2 separate regions of the Gossypium hirsutum genome follow, and region 2 is linked to region 1. Evidence: chromatin contacts called from public Hi-C data. All regions are on one chromosome and are shown on one strand. The core of a region is the stretch at or near the end of the contact, and the rest is flanking DNA. Distances in the headings are between cores, read along the strand shown. Region 1 holds the start of LOC107889040 (DDT domain-containing protein PTM). Region 2 holds the start of LOC107912780 (splicing factor U2af small subunit B).

Region 1 (3,149 bases), core at 118-2,617:
ATTCATTAACTAATATGGTAATATATATCATAAATATAAAAAATATTGGCTGTTAAGATGTTTGGGGTGCATTTAACCAATAAATATGTGTTACAACATTCTGTTTGATTTTCAAAGATATGCTACCCTCAAAGTCAATTAATATATTAATATCCCCTAAAAAACTTATTAATAATCCAATTTCAATGCTTTAAAAAAAAATGGCGAGTAATTCCATTAAAGGGCGGGGAAAAATTTTCCCGCCACATAATAATTTTGTTTGTGTTGTGTATTTGTATCTTTTCAATTTTACTCGACCCGATTACCCGTTTGAATCTAAAAAGAAGGGCAGCAAAAGCCGAATAGGGCTTCGACTCATTTAAAACATGCATGAGTCTAACTAACTCTGAGTTGCCTCGTTTATACACTGAGTCAATTCGACCATTAGTCCTAATTTTTAATCTTAGAGCATATGTTGGAGTGAATTGTGTAAGGTCATGACCATTTGGCTTTTGGTGGACTTGGTTTGAATTTTGGTATCGTGCACTGATATATTTTTACACTGTGAACCATGCACATAATTTTGCTTTCATAATTTACTCAATACTAATAAAAAGTCAATTTCAACAAATACAAATTAATTTTATGTTATTTTTTAAGTTATGAAGTTTAAAATTTTAATAACCTCTTAATTTTTTTATTAAATACTAGATGATTAAATGAAATATTTTTTTTACTAGTAAGAATCGATCTGGTTGAATAAGACAATTCAATCACTTTAAAATAATAATAATTTAAAATTTCATTAAAAACATTTTAAATTTATTCAAAAATAGAAAAAAAATCATATTTACAAAAAAATAAAATACAAAAAGAATCAAAGTAGATTTTCATTACTCTTTGATTTATTATCCTTTTTTAAGGATTCAAAATAATTCTGATTTTTCATTTACCTTAATCAATTAAATTGATTGGATCATTAATTTCAAGTTCAAGTAGTTCAATCGATTAGTTTACTCTGATTCTTGCAACAATTTATTTATTTTACTTATTATATAAAATGAATTATTTTAATGAATTATATCAAGCAAATTTAAGCAATCAAAAGTTTATAATAACAATATAACATGAGGGAAGTATAAAAGTAAAAATTTTATTCCATTAAAAATAAAATTTATTTATTTTCACTTGCTTAAAATCAATTTAAAAAAGTTAAATATTATAAATTTAAAAATACAAATAGAGAATATTAAAAAGCACATATAACATAATTACAAGCTCAGTAAATCATAACCGTGAGGGTGTCCGCACAAAATATCCCCCATATAAAATCTGGTGTAGAAGAAAATCATTAAATTTCACGGCCCAACTCGGACGAGTTCAAATCGATAACTCAAAAAAAAACCGAGCCCGCCACTCCTCACTTTTCACTTTTCTCACGCGCGATAAAAGAGGCCGTTGTTCACTGCTATTAGGACTCCCTATCTCTCTATCTTTCTCTCTAATCTCTAGAATCTCAGAAGACAATTTCAATGGCGGTTATCAAAAAACCCTAACCAGGTATCTCTCCATAGTTCTTCGTCCATAATTACTTTTTATTAAAAATTACTCTGATTTTATTTCTCCGATTTTTTTTATCATTTTAAAAAATTGATTTATTCAATATTTGTTTAGAATTTCTTCTAAAGGACCTCTGCGAGCCATAGATCACTAAAAATCAGAAAAAAAAAGAGAGGCGACCTCAGGCTCTGTAAATAAAAGGAATTTTTTGGAAACCCTAGGGGGTTGTTTGGAAACTAGGTTTATCAAATCCAGGGGTCGATTCGATCTGTTATCGGGTCGGTCGGTCAATGGAGGTTATCGTAAAACGGCCTAGAGGTAGGCCGAGGAAACGTAGGCGACCAGAAGAAGAAAATGAAAGTTCTGTTGCTGATACGAAATTTAATAATTCCAAAACTAAAAAACGGGTGTTGGAGACAAGATCCATGGCCTTTGTAGGTCGATACGTGTTGAAAGAATTTGGGGGAAGTGTATTTTTAGGTAAGATTGTTTCCTATGACACTGGATTGTATAGAGTAGACTATGAGGATGGTGATTTTGAGGATCTGGAGAGTGGGGAACTTCGAGAGTTGGTTTTGGAAGATTCATATTTCGATGATGATTTGAGTAGGAGAAAAGTTAGGTTAGATGAATTAGTGTTAAACAGGATTGCAAAGGAGAGTAAATTGAAGGAGGAAAAGAAGAAAGCGGAAGTTTTAAAAAATGAGGCTAAGGGCGTGGAAAGTTTGGCTGTTAGTGAGATGATGGTCGAGAATGATGGAGAACAAGAGGATGATGCAGATTCTTCAAGTGATTCCTGTGAGCATGCACACGATAGGGGATTGTCTTTGGAGTCTGAGATTCCTCTTATTCCACCACCTCTGTTGCCTCCTGGTTCAGGAACAATTGGTGTGCCGGAGGAGTGCGTTTCAAATCTATTTTCTGTGTATGGTTTTCTTAGGTCCTTCAGCATAATATTGTTTTTGAGCCCGTTTGGATTGGATGATTTTGTGGGGTCATTAAATTGCTGTGAACCAAACCCTTTGCTTGATGCTGTTCATGTTGCTTTGATGCGAGCATTGAGTTGTCATCTTGAAACAATCTCTTCAGAAGGCTCAGAGCTTGCATCAAAATGCTTGAGGTATGTATATCCATTTTCACACATCATAGATAGTTAGGCATTAGTATATTGTTTTAATGGTTTGATGGATTTTTTTCTGGGATGCTCCATGAAAAATATGGTTCTCACCACAATCTACCATATTATTATCTTTTCTTGCTAAAGATGCAAGATAGTACTTAGCTCTTAAAAATTTAAAGAAAACTAACACTTGTTCCAATCCTCCATGAGTTTATGTGTGCTTTAGGGTGATTAAAAGTATCAAGTCATTTTGATGATGCAATTGATGCCCCTCCCCCCCCCCCCCCCTCTTCAAAAAAAAATTATGGTTGATTAGCTACGATCTCTCCTTGAAAAGAAGATTGTGTGGTTTATGGGTGACTAGAAGTGCCAGGTAATTGCATGATACAGTTAATGCACTTTTTCCTACAAACCGAGTGTCTTTGATCTCTCTTTGGACAAGAACATATGTTTGGGTTCAAACTTCCAGGGCAGCATAATACCTTCTGCT
Region 2 (2,950 bases), core at 415-2,914, 150 kb before region 1:
AAAATAACTTATCATCCATGTTCAAATACGTTTATCATGTATATAAGGCTAAACTTTGTTGTATTTAATCAAATTTAAAAGCATTATCCTATAACCTGTATATATATATCATGTAATACAAAGGATAGAAGAAGCCAAACCAGCATAAAATCTTCCGCTAAGATTCTTTACTGCATTTGCAGCGTGTTCTTCCTCTCTAAACTGAACATACACATTGCCTACCTGTTCAGAAAATTAAGTTATCAAACAAATAGAATCCAAACGAAAAATTTTCCGGGAAAAAAATATTTACCATATGGTCAGCCAAGTTATCACATATGTTCAAACTCTCAATTTGACCGTACTTGCTCAACTCCTCAAACAAATCCTCATAAAAAGCCTGCAAATTCAACATTAAAACACTAAGACTCCAGTTGCCAAGCTACTTTTAAACAATATCCTAACTAAAAATTACTCTACACCAAATCACAGAATCCAAATAGAGAAACAGTAAAACTTTGAGATTTGAAAAGCTTAAGGAGAAATACCTCAAAATGTTGTTGGATCTTGCGGGGATCGATGGGGTTACCCTGGGCGTCGACGCCCGGGGTGATCATGTCCGGCCGTTGGTACATGTTGGAGAGAAGGATAGTAGGGCTGATGCTGGGCTTGGTGTGGAGACGCGAGCAGCGATCCCCATGACGGCACGCGCCTATCTTGAAATAGAAGGGGCAGTTCACTCTGTCCTTTTCAGTCCCAAATATCGACGCCAAATGCTCCGCCATTTTTCTTCCTCTTCCAAGGATCTGTTCCCTTTTTTCTGTTCTTTTCCGTCGTGGGTTTGATTTGAAGATCAATAATATAGGTGAAAAGTGTTTTCGGTTTTTGGGTATTTGGATAATAACATTACGTTACATCCAAACTTTCAAGGCCCAGCTTTGACATCATTCAGATTTAAACAGGGCTCATATACGTACCTTTGGGCTATGGCTATGGTCACATCATTCCAAGGCTAATCATAATCCAATACCATCCTTCTGCAAATCTCCTAATTAGATTTGTTGTCGAGAAATATGATCCCTCAACTCTAACTACATAAATATTTTCAAAACAAAAACGCTTTTTCCATATAAAAACACTCAACCCCATAAGGATTCTTTGAATTTGAAGAAAAATGATACTCACATTATTATTCCATCCATTCATAAATTTATATCACCAGTAATTCACAATAATTTAACTTGAAAATTTTAATCTAAAAAAAAATTGAATACAAAATAATCTAAACGTACACCCATATTAACTCAAACAAAAAATATTCAAAAATTTTAAAACTTTGATTAAATCAATTATTTTTTGTTTATCTCATCAGTAACTTCTTGCATATTATTATAAGATAGTGAAACTCCAAGCTGTGGCAGGCACGAATGACACAATAGATGAGATCCTTACCATATACACATCATACATGATAAACAGCACCCAGTAGAATGGGTTTAATATGTATGCAGTTTTCGAAATCGTTCAATTTTATCTTTTAATTGCAACCAGTTTATTATTCCAAAACAAACTTTACTTTTACAACTCTAGGATTCCTCTTTCAAAATAACTTCACCAATATCCCCCACCTACTCTCACAAGCCTGGAAATGGACAAACTGGATTCTAAATTATTTCAATTTCAGCATAGTAGATAGTAGATGCTGCGGTATATATAAGGATGAATGAGGGTGACCCCATGTCTCAGAAAAATGGACCTAACATGTCCCCCGAATGATGGGGTTGCATAACCAAAAAAATAAAAACCAAAAGGATCCCTATGTATATGTCTTTGTTATAAAATTGAAACATCAAACACCACTCCTAAAAGGCCAAAATACAAGACAGCAAGTTTGAGATGACTTCTCAGCTAAGCATTATTGTATTTCATCTTATACTTAAACACCAACCAACTACAACAAATCAATTTTAACTAAATTCTCACATTTAATCACTTCATCTTATCAGTCCTTTTCTTCATTCATTGCAATACCAGCGGGTCAAATTTTTGGTTTCTTCTGTTTTTTGAAATGAATAACTGGGAAGAAAGCTACAAGTGTTGGCTATGTGGTCCTTGGAGACGAAGTGTGGTTAAATGAGTGTCTCAAAGCCACTCTTTACAATTCTCCCCATCATAATTGACAAAAGATATATACTTTAATGCAATCTGACACATCTTGGCTGTTACACTATAATGCAATATATATATATAATATATGGTATGGAGTACCTTGTGCTTTGCAATAATAATACCATTTTGCCTATGGGTGATACTATTCACTTACACTATAGTTGGCAAAAGTTAAGGTTGATAATACTGCAACATCATGTGGTAAAAATATTGTAGAGAATTTTATATATCATCTAAGATATACGTGATACGTCGTGATATATCGTGTGTCATTGTCTGGTTATTTCATTAGTCATGTTAATTTTTAATAACTTAATGAATAATTTATTTATTTTTTCTAATAAAATTCCATAATATTTTTAGCGTAAAAATATATATGACCATGAAAGATTTGATGTTCTTCACTAGTTACCACCACTTTAAATCCTGTGATTTTTTCTCATCAAATTAAAATGAGACTTTACCTCATTGACACAAAAGGTTCAAAAATTTAAATACTACATCTTGTTTCTGAAAACTAATTTTATTTTCTTTTCTTTAAAACAAATTGTCAGAAAACTTAATTTGGAAGTTTCCCTAAATCTATGACCTGCAATTAAATATTGAATTACTTTCAGTTTTTGAACAATGAATTTAAAGAAGAAAAAAACAGTGATTTGCAGGCCTCACTTCACTCAATTAAAACCTTTCAACCTACTCTCTTATATTATATAAACCAATGCCAGATATATTATTGCTTTTACCTTTTGGCTAATATAAAATAAAGCCTGTTTTGTTTATATGTCTCCCTCTCTATCTCTCC

The links. A called contact is a pair of places that touch in the nucleus more often than the background predicts.
Region 2: a contact with region 1 is called in a Hi-C map of leaf, with 3 times the contacts expected there. The contact joins the promoter of LOC107912780 here to the promoter of LOC107889040 in region 1. A contact is called at or near these places in 3 of 34 Hi-C or Micro-C datasets (all in leaf).

Annotation. Positions count from the first base shown.
Region 1 is chrA09:64,443,812-64,446,960 of Gossypium_hirsutum_v2.1, reverse strand. It overlaps LOC107889040 (DDT domain-containing protein PTM), which reads left to right and starts at 1,367. Exons shown (of 10, transcript XM_016813338.2): 1 at 1,367-1,539; 2 at 1,654-2,659. The coding sequence starts at 1,830.
Region 2 is chrA09:64,590,341-64,593,290 of Gossypium_hirsutum_v2.1, reverse strand. It overlaps LOC107912780 (splicing factor U2af small subunit B), which reads right to left and starts at 1,664. Exons shown (of 6, transcript XM_016841105.2): 1 at 528-1,664; 2 at 293-379; 3 at 141-222. The coding sequence starts at 764.